Regions from separate parts of the Mus musculus genome. Here all the other regions are linked to region 3. Evidence: chromatin contacts called from public HiChIP or PLAC-seq data. All regions are on one chromosome and are shown on one strand. The core of a region is the stretch at or near the end of the contact, and the rest is flanking DNA. Distances in the headings are between cores, read along the strand shown.

Region 1 (2,700 bases), core at 35-2,534, 370 kb after region 3:
CACACACACACACACACACATACACACACTTTAATAAAGATAATTTTTTAAAATAAACCTTTCACTAAGTCATTTTAATGCAAACTATTATGATGCTAGCATTAGTTTGTAAGAAGCATACTTGTATTTTTTTATTTGCTTATTTAGTTTTGATTTTTCAGTATTGGAGATTGAATACAGGGTCTTGCATAGGACAGGCAAGCATTCTATTACTGAGCTACATCTTTCTAGATTTTCTAAAATTCAAATTTCGACACAGGGTCTCACCGAGTCAGCCAGACAGAACACAACTGTTACAAATCTGTATGAGTTGCTGAGATTACAGGTGTATACATCAGGCCCAGTGCCGAGCCTTGCACCTAGGCATAACCTGTCTGACAGAAGGCCCTTGGTGCTTCATACTTGTATACTAAGTACTTCCTATTGATTGATTGGTGGCCAGCTGCATGAAGACACACTTCCTTTTGGAAGGAGACTGAGCAGCTCCGGGTGCTCACATTGCTTAGAAAGCTGTCAGTACAGTGATGGTCCAGGCTACTTAGTTCTCAGCACTGCCCTATGCTTGCTTCTTATAAACTCCATTTGCTTTACGCCCCTGGACTTAGCAGAACACCTGCTTTGGAAAGGGTTTGGTGATAATTGAGGTGGGAGGTAGACGGATAGGTAAAAGAGTAAAGTTCACCCTGGATAAAGAAAGGCTTGGGAGCAAAGGTTACAACCAACAGAGGAAGCACCTAGGGGTGCGCATTCACAGGAGGGAGGCCAGCCTTTGAACCACCTGAATATGCAAAATACAAACACGTATCAGCAAAGGAATTTGGCACCAAACATGTGACATATCTCATGACCTGTTTATAGGGATTGTTCTGGAAAATGAGAAAGACTCGGGTGTCAGCAATGACTAACCTTGTCAGCTGAAGAGAGGAAAAGTTAACCCCCCATCTGGCTTCGGGGCAAAGTCAGACCAGCATCCAGGACAAGTTCCGTGGAGGCTGGCAGCTGTGTGGGATCCTTTTTTTTTTTTTTTTTTTTTTCTTTTTTTTGCTGAGTGCCTAGTGCTACACTATTCCATTCGCAGCACAGCTAGTGACCACAAGAACTCAAGGAGCTGTCATGCCACCAGCTGTGCTGTGACTAACAGCTACCTGGGGGGTCCTGATACTCTGTATCCCAAAACTTCTCCCACAACCACCCAGCAGCTGCCGACCAGTGTACTGGGCCAAACTAGAACTCACTCCAAAGCCCCAGGTAGGAGCATGTCCTACCTGAGACATCACCGAAACAACAGTCCAGTAGGAAGGAACATAGATCAATTGCCTTTGACCATGACCAATGGACACAGTGTTTTAGACAGTGTGGCTTGTGTGTCCGTGTTCATGTGTGTGTGTGTACACCTAGGTGTATGCCCATCGAGGCTAGTGATCAGCCTTGGAAGACAAAATGCTGATTCTCATGCTTTTGTGACAAACACTCAGCCGCCCGTGACTGGACTACCTCCGCAGACCTTGGTTTGCTTTTCTAAACAGTGTGTGTACACACAGGGCTCTACTGTTTGCACATACACACATCACACAGCTGCACATGGCTGAAAGCAAGCATGCCGGTAAGATCGAGGAGAGCCCCAGGGTCCCAACGGTCGGCTGGGTTGGCTACACAAGCTCAGCAGATCACATCTCCTTCAGCAAAATGAAACTCAAGGGATCAGTGTGAGGATATGACATGGCCAATTATCAGAGTCTTCCAGCCACATACAGGGAAATATAAGAGTTCCCAGGATCCTGCCTGGTGTGCCTCTTTGGCTGTTATCAGCTGTAAGAAGTTCCTGAAGACCAAGTTCCTTTGGATGTACCTGAGCTATTCCAAGGCTAACTTCAGCACACTTACTGAGCATCCACCACGTGTGATGGAGTGCACCAGAAACTGTTCTGTACCAAGGTAGGTCTTGCCTTCGGATGTTTGTCATGCACAGTATGAGAGGATCACACATAGCAGCCTCTAGCCCCAGAGTGCTCTCATTTACCAACACTCATTCCCACCCATAGTGTGAAGCTACCTCATGGGAAAGCCCCAGAAGTAAACAACTAAGGCACATAAGGTGATGTCCCTACTCTCCAGGACACCACACTTAGGTTGTGAATTATCCCCTTGTTTGGGACATGCTGGGTTTGCTACCCGCCCATCATCCAGCACCCAGTTCTGCAATCACACAGATGGTCTTGATATTGAAACGCTTAAATATTCAGGAAAAAATGAGAGTCTGTCATAGGCACGTATGTACGAGGTGTGTGTGTGTGGTGTAGATAACGTTCAGTACAATCAAAACTCAGGAAAACATAGCAGGCGAATTGTGGCTCTGTCTTTCTGCCCCATTACAAACACCATTACAAACACAGGAGCCAGCACAGCTTCTCCACAGAGAAGCAGCCCCCACCACGTGCAGCCAAGCAAAAATCCTTTTAGAGACAGACTTTTGAGGTCATTTTGAGGACTTTGATAATGCTTAGAAATTTCAAGCCTAGAAGATCAAAAGGCAAAAAGACATAAACACATCCAGGATTTTAAAGACTCGGGTATTGGTTAGGCAGTGGTGGTGCATGCCTTTAATCCCAGCACTCAGAAGACAGAGGCAAGTGGCCAGCCTGACCTTCAGAGTGAGTCCTAGGGCAGACAGAGAGAGAAACCCTGTCTCAAAAAAAAAAA
Region 2 (2,700 bases), core at 42-2,541, 350 kb after region 3:
AGCCTAACCTGCTAGATGATTTCCAGGCCAGTGAGAGACCCTGCCTCAGAACAAAAAGACGACTGGCGCCTGTGATATAACACCTGAGGTCATCCTCTGCACCCATGCATCTTACCTGCACACGTGCATGTGCACCCACACATACAAAAGGTAACAGACTAGGAGAAGACTTGAAATTTGTGTTCAGTCATTGATGGAAGGCTTGGAGTGATAGAAACACCTCAAAAAAAGAAAGTAGTAACCCAGACACTCTGTAAGACCCTTGAGCGAGCTCAGCCTTTGATGACTGCCATTTTGCACACCCTTGACGCTTCTTAGCTCCTCTTCTAGAAGATGCAGTTTCCCCCGTGGAACTCTGGGAATGAAGGTTACCATATCCAGCCCTGTACACTGGTTTAGGGATTTAGCCCAAGGCTGGTGCTTTAAAAAAAAAAAAAAAAAAATCCTTCCTTTAGCCTCCCAGAGACAGGCTGCTCATTTCCATTGCTAAGGTGGAGGAAGAGATAAAGGGATTTATTATCTGAACATTCCAGGGCCTCCCAAACAAATCTGTTCCTCCCTCTAACCACCCCCACCCCCCCGCTCCCCAAAAAGCTGGACCGAGTTTTAAAACATAAGTGTGTTTTGTTCCCAAGCCAGCTTGTCCGTCTCGGCGGCACTCATACACGCAGGGCCTCCTTATCAAATCACAGACTGCTAAGTCACAGAGCAGGAGAGTTCTGGTTCAGCACACCTCATGAGCTGCAAGCCCCAAGAAGGATGTCTGTGTCTGCCTTGCTTGTCATTAGCATCTCATGGTCACATGGCAGTGCCTGCGTCATTCAACCACTGGCAAAGAAAACAGAATGAGGTCAGCCACGAGGGAGAACAAACGGCATAGCTCAAGGAGCACAAACGCAAGCCTGGAAACTTGGGGGGTTGGGGGGGCAGGCTTGTGAGGGGGTGAGTTGTGGCTGATCACAGCCTCCTGGTGGTCCCTCTCTGTGTTCCCTGGTGTTTGCACAGCCCAGGTTACAAATCTGGGCATCATCACCACCAATATCCCCATAGTAAAGGTGACAGACTGGACAGAGCATGCCACATCCCTTGCAGCAGGGTAGAGTCTGGAGCCGCCACGCACCCTCCCCTTCCCTTGTAGAATGGAAGGTGCCAGCCACTTGGGGGTCAGAGTTTGAGGGGAGGCTCTTCTGAGGAATGTGTCTGTGGAGAAATCCATGCTCCCTAGAGGGAAGTGGGGACTGTCCCTGCACATCAGACTGTGGCAGAGCTTACCCCAGGATGCCCTTTAATGAGAGCAGAGAAGACTAGGCCCTTTGCCAGCCAGGACCTCAGAGTCTAAATAGGGTTGCAGTAGGCTGGCAAAGGTCCCTGAGGCCTGTAAATGTGAGGAATCTGGTGGGGGTTTTGTTTGTTTGTTTGGTTGGTTGGTTGGTTTTGTTTTCTAAGGAAATGGGTCTTTGCAAATACGAATAAGGACTGTGAGATAGAACAGTTATCCCAGGTGCCTCACAACTGAGAAGGGCAAAAGCCCCCATATACAATGACTTGTGTACTTAAAAGACAGAGGCCGGGCAGTGGTGACACACGCCTTTAATCCCAGCACTTGGGAGACAGAGACAGGCGAATTTCTGTGTTTGAGGCCAGCCTGGTCTACAGAGTGAGTTCCAGGACAGCCAGGACTACACAGAGAAACCCTGTCTCGGAAAAACAAAAACAAAAAAAAAACAAAACAAAACAAAACAAAAACAAAACAAACAAACAAAAAGACAGAGGCCAAGTGTATCAATTACTTCCTTAGTTGCTGTGACAGAATACCTGTTGAAAGCAACAGAATACCTGTTGAAAGCAGCTTCGGTGAGGAAAGGTTTATTCTGGCTCACAGTCGAGAGGATACAATCCACCACAGAGGGGAAGGAGAGCAGGAGGCAAAGGTGGCTTGCCACTGTGGCGGCACAATCGTGAGGTGGATAGTCACATCCCACGCGCAGTCAGAAAGCACCACAGCGAAAAGCCTCTGGAGAAAGGAACCTCACAGAAACGTTGACCTCAGCCTTCCAGCCTCCAGAGCTTCGAGCAAGAAGGTCTCTGCTGACCAAGCATGGGAGCATGGGCAGACGAAGACACCTCATACATAAACCAGAAGAGGGTAGCTCTTAAAACTTAAAGTCCACCACCACTCCCACTCTCACCAAGCCACTCCCTCCAGCTGAGCTGCTCTACCTTCTGAAGTTTCCACACCTCCCAAACAGCGCCATCTGTAGGCAACCAAGCGTTCAAACACAGGAGCCTAAGGGAAGTGGTGGTTGAGGAGCTGAGGCCACAAACTAATCAATGGCAGACAACACCCCACCCCACCCACCCCCAGCTGGAAGGGATCAAAGTGGGTCCTTCCCTGGATCCTTGGAGGGAATGCAGTTCCGTGGACACAGCCAAACGAAAGTGCCGTCAAACTTCTGCCCTCCAGAACCGCGAGAGAACAAACTGCTGTCTTATGTCTCTTTGTGACAGCAGCCAAGAGGACATCATTCATTATACAGAAGCTGACGACTACCTGCTTGAGTGTCAGAACCAGAAGCAAGTGTTGGGTTGGGCCAATTTCTGCCTCAGTGCTTGTCAGGGCCAGTCTAGTCAGGGTCTGGGTCAAGAGAGAACGCTAGTATGGACCACTGAGTGCCTGAGTCATGGAGCTACCAGAAAAGG
Region 3 (2,700 bases), core at 13-2,512:
AAGAACTAAGAAGCCATCCTGCCTTTTGCCTCCTGAGAGATGGCTCCAGACATGACCAGGAACATGACCCTTTAATTCACAGCACCTACCACCAGGGTCTAGGGTCTCCCAGAATGGACAGAGTGGCCTCTGTCTTCACCTGGGCTTGAGAGGCTCTGGCTTTCTCTTTCCTGCCCCCAGAGTTCTGTCCAAAGAAGGAAGCAGATAGTGAAGACCTAGAAAGAGAGCAAGGAAGGACTGACATGGGCTCCAGAAAGAAGTGAGTACATTCCTTGTATTCTTTGTAGATGACTCTCCAGCCTGCATCAGCCTCGGGCGAGTCCCAGGCCTGCAGCAAACCCTGTCTGCCCACAGGGCTGTCTCAACACGCTGTTTGCAAAGTCAAGTTTGCAGTGTAAATTCTGTTCTCCCTTGCTTTCTTCAGGGATTCACAGATGGGCTCTCAGCGGCTCTTCCTCTCCAAGCCTCTTTGGTGCTGAAAAGTGAGGTCACTGCTCTGGAACATGCCATCCCTGTCAGAACAGGTCCTCCAGGCAGCCATGCGGCCGCAGGGCCAGCAGGGTGGGCCGTGCTGGCTCCCAGTCCTGCCCTGACTTAGATCTCTCTTGGGCACTATTTTGGGCAGATTTTTTTCTCCCCATCTTGCTCTTTATCATAAGCCCATTGGGCAAATGACAGCGGTATTGCAAGCTTGAATGGGCTTGTTTGACAAGCCAACTTTCACCCTGTGAGCTGCCACCGGCTCCTGCAACTCTGTGAGAAGGACAAGCAAGCAACTCCAGCTACTTCCTTGATGTAACTGACTTTTGAGTTTAAGATGTCTTGTTGTCATCTCCCTGGTTGCGAGGACAAGAGGGAGAAGACGGGACTCATCCTCCTGTGCATCTGTAGTTGGCACTTGTCAAAGCCCTTTTTGCTCTGAAGCCCCACCCCTCAGAGCACAGACAGGCACTTGGAGGGGACCTCTCCCAAGTACAAATGATTACACTCAAAGACACTGCTGATAAATGTCATGGGCCAGTGGCTCAGTGGGTAAAGTGCTTACTGTGTAAATATGAGGACCTGAGTTCCTATCACCAGAGCCCATGTTAGAGCCTGATGTGGTACCCAGGACGTTCTGAACAGGTCCAGCCAAGAAGAGAGTTGGTTTGCAGAGGGCAGAGGGATAAGGAAGCTCAGATTCCCTGCTGGAGGTAGTGGGTGTGGCCATGCTACAATACTCTGGTTGGGCGGGTAGGCTAAAATCAGAGAGGCTAGGGCAAGCAGCCACGAACTGTGCCGCAGCAGGGAGCAGTGATTCATAAATCTGCCTGGGGAGAGCCCTAATCCCAGCCCTTCATCACTTCCCCCCTTGCCTCCTACCATGCCACCCTGCATGACCGATAATTCTCCTCCCTGGGAATGAGATGCCGTTGATGTTTCAAAGACTTCTTCCTGATTCTCACATGGACTAGAAATCCTTTGAAGGGCTGGGATGGATGGCCTAGCAGTCAGAGTGTCTGCTGAGTAAATCTGAATCTCCAGAACATATATATAAAAAGCCAGACATGATGACATTCCCCTGTAATCCTAGTCCTGGGGAGATGAAGACAGGATCTCCTGGAGGTTCACTGGGCTAGTCAGTTCAGCCTAATGGATGAGTTCTAGGCTCATTAAGAGAACTTGTCTCAAAACAGTAAAATACGGAAGGCACCCACAGACCCCTGACCTTCACACACATTCACACACATGTATGTATGTGCATATGAACATGTATAATGCATTAGCACACACACATACACACACTCACACACACACATACCTGAAATCTCTGTATTGAACAAAGAACCAGCCTTAGGTCCTGTTTGGAACATCTTAAAGACCCTGACTCATGGTCAACTGTTTTCAGAGGTCCGACAAGATCTCCAGAACTACAGAGGTTTTATTCAGGGGGCCATGTACTCATTGGCAGGGCACCGGGAACCATATCTGCTCCAACCCCTGTCCTCTCAGGCCTTTGTAGGCATAGCTCTTTCCAGATGGCTGCCCTCACCCCATTCTTTTGTCTGTTCAGGTTGGGGTCCTTGATTTCTTATCCACAGAGCTGTAGGCTGTGACCTCAGTAGGTGCTGAGTCAGCTTGGAATCTAAAGTGCTACCTAGAGGCTGGGGTAAGGAGGAAAGGCCAGTGCAGAACAGCAGGCTGGATCTGTCTGTAAATGAGTGGGTGGGGGTTAGATCTCAAGCCTGGACCCTTGCATGTGGGAGCTGCACTCCCAGCTCTATGAACCAGGCTTCAAGAGATGGGGGCAGAATCCACCTTCTTCTCCATCTCAGTTCCTGTCCCCTGAGTTGCACCTGGCCTGGTGCTCAGTCGAGGGTGTCTTTTCCAATATGGAAGGTCCTGGAGAAAGCATCATCAAGATCAAGAGATAGGGACAGAATCTAAAGGGATCTCCTTGAGTCAAGATGGACATTCCTGGGGGCAGCAGACTCAGAGTTTCCTGGCAAGCTAGGATATGGTACCTTGAGGAGTGATTTTGATCTCAGGGACCGAGCCTCATTCCGGAAACTCTGCCCATGTTGAGAATTTCTGTTTTCCATTTTTCCATGTTTACAGCAGTGTCTCCTTGGATGATGGTCAGTTTGTAGCTTTGGACCAAGGGGTGCCACTGAGCTAGTGCGCCTGGGTCAAGCTGGAGGTAAGAGATAGATGGATACC

What was found. HiChIP or PLAC-seq counts read pairs in DNA pulled down with a chosen protein or histone mark.
Region 1: a contact with region 3 is called in a FOXA1 HiChIP or PLAC-seq map of pancreatic cancer cells. The contact joins two enhancer-like sites. A contact is called at or near these places in 1 of 15 datasets of contacts at CTCF or cohesin (large pre-B cells), 2 of 484 Hi-C or Micro-C datasets (bone marrow-derived macrophages and muscle stem cells) and 15 of 115 datasets of contacts at active chromatin or transcription factors (the HPC-7 cell line, VIP interneurons, cardiomyocytes and 11 more).
Region 2: an HNF4G HiChIP or PLAC-seq map of pancreatic cancer cells shows a contact between it and region 3. The contact joins two enhancer-like sites. A contact is called at or near these places in 1 of 15 datasets of contacts at CTCF or cohesin (the NIH/3T3 cell line), 1 of 484 Hi-C or Micro-C datasets (bone marrow-derived macrophages), 12 of 115 datasets of contacts at active chromatin or transcription factors (the HPC-7 cell line, astrocytes, cardiomyocytes and 9 more) and 2 of 9 other capture datasets (bone marrow-derived macrophages and embryonic stem cells).

The regions. Positions count from the first base shown.
Region 1 is chr8:126,902,582-126,905,281 of GRCm38.p6, forward strand. All of the region lies in intron 1 of Gm31718 (a long non-coding RNA gene), which reads right to left. Among named protein-coding and RNA genes, the nearest start is that of Gm31718, 4.4 kb to the right of the region's middle. Within about 2 kb of position 1,285, at least 32 of the 459 cell types and tissues checked have an H3K27ac peak or open chromatin away from gene starts, as enhancers often do. A contact at or near this core is called in pancreatic cancer cells, where this site is marked.
Region 2 is chr8:126,883,535-126,886,234 of GRCm38.p6, forward strand. All of the region lies in intron 1 of Gm31718 (a long non-coding RNA gene), which reads right to left. Among named protein-coding and RNA genes, the nearest start is that of Gm31718, 23 kb to the right of the region's middle. Within about 2 kb of position 1,292, at least 153 of the 459 cell types and tissues checked have an H3K27ac peak or open chromatin away from gene starts, as enhancers often do. A contact at or near this core is called in fibro-adipogenic progenitors and pancreatic cancer cells, where this site is marked.
Region 3 is chr8:126,531,224-126,533,923 of GRCm38.p6, forward strand. No RefSeq gene overlaps it. Among named protein-coding and RNA genes, the nearest start is that of Gm51605, 32 kb to the left of the region's middle. Within about 2 kb of position 1,263, at least 71 of the 459 cell types and tissues checked have an H3K27ac peak or open chromatin away from gene starts, as enhancers often do. A contact at or near this core is called in fibro-adipogenic progenitors and pancreatic cancer cells, where this site is marked.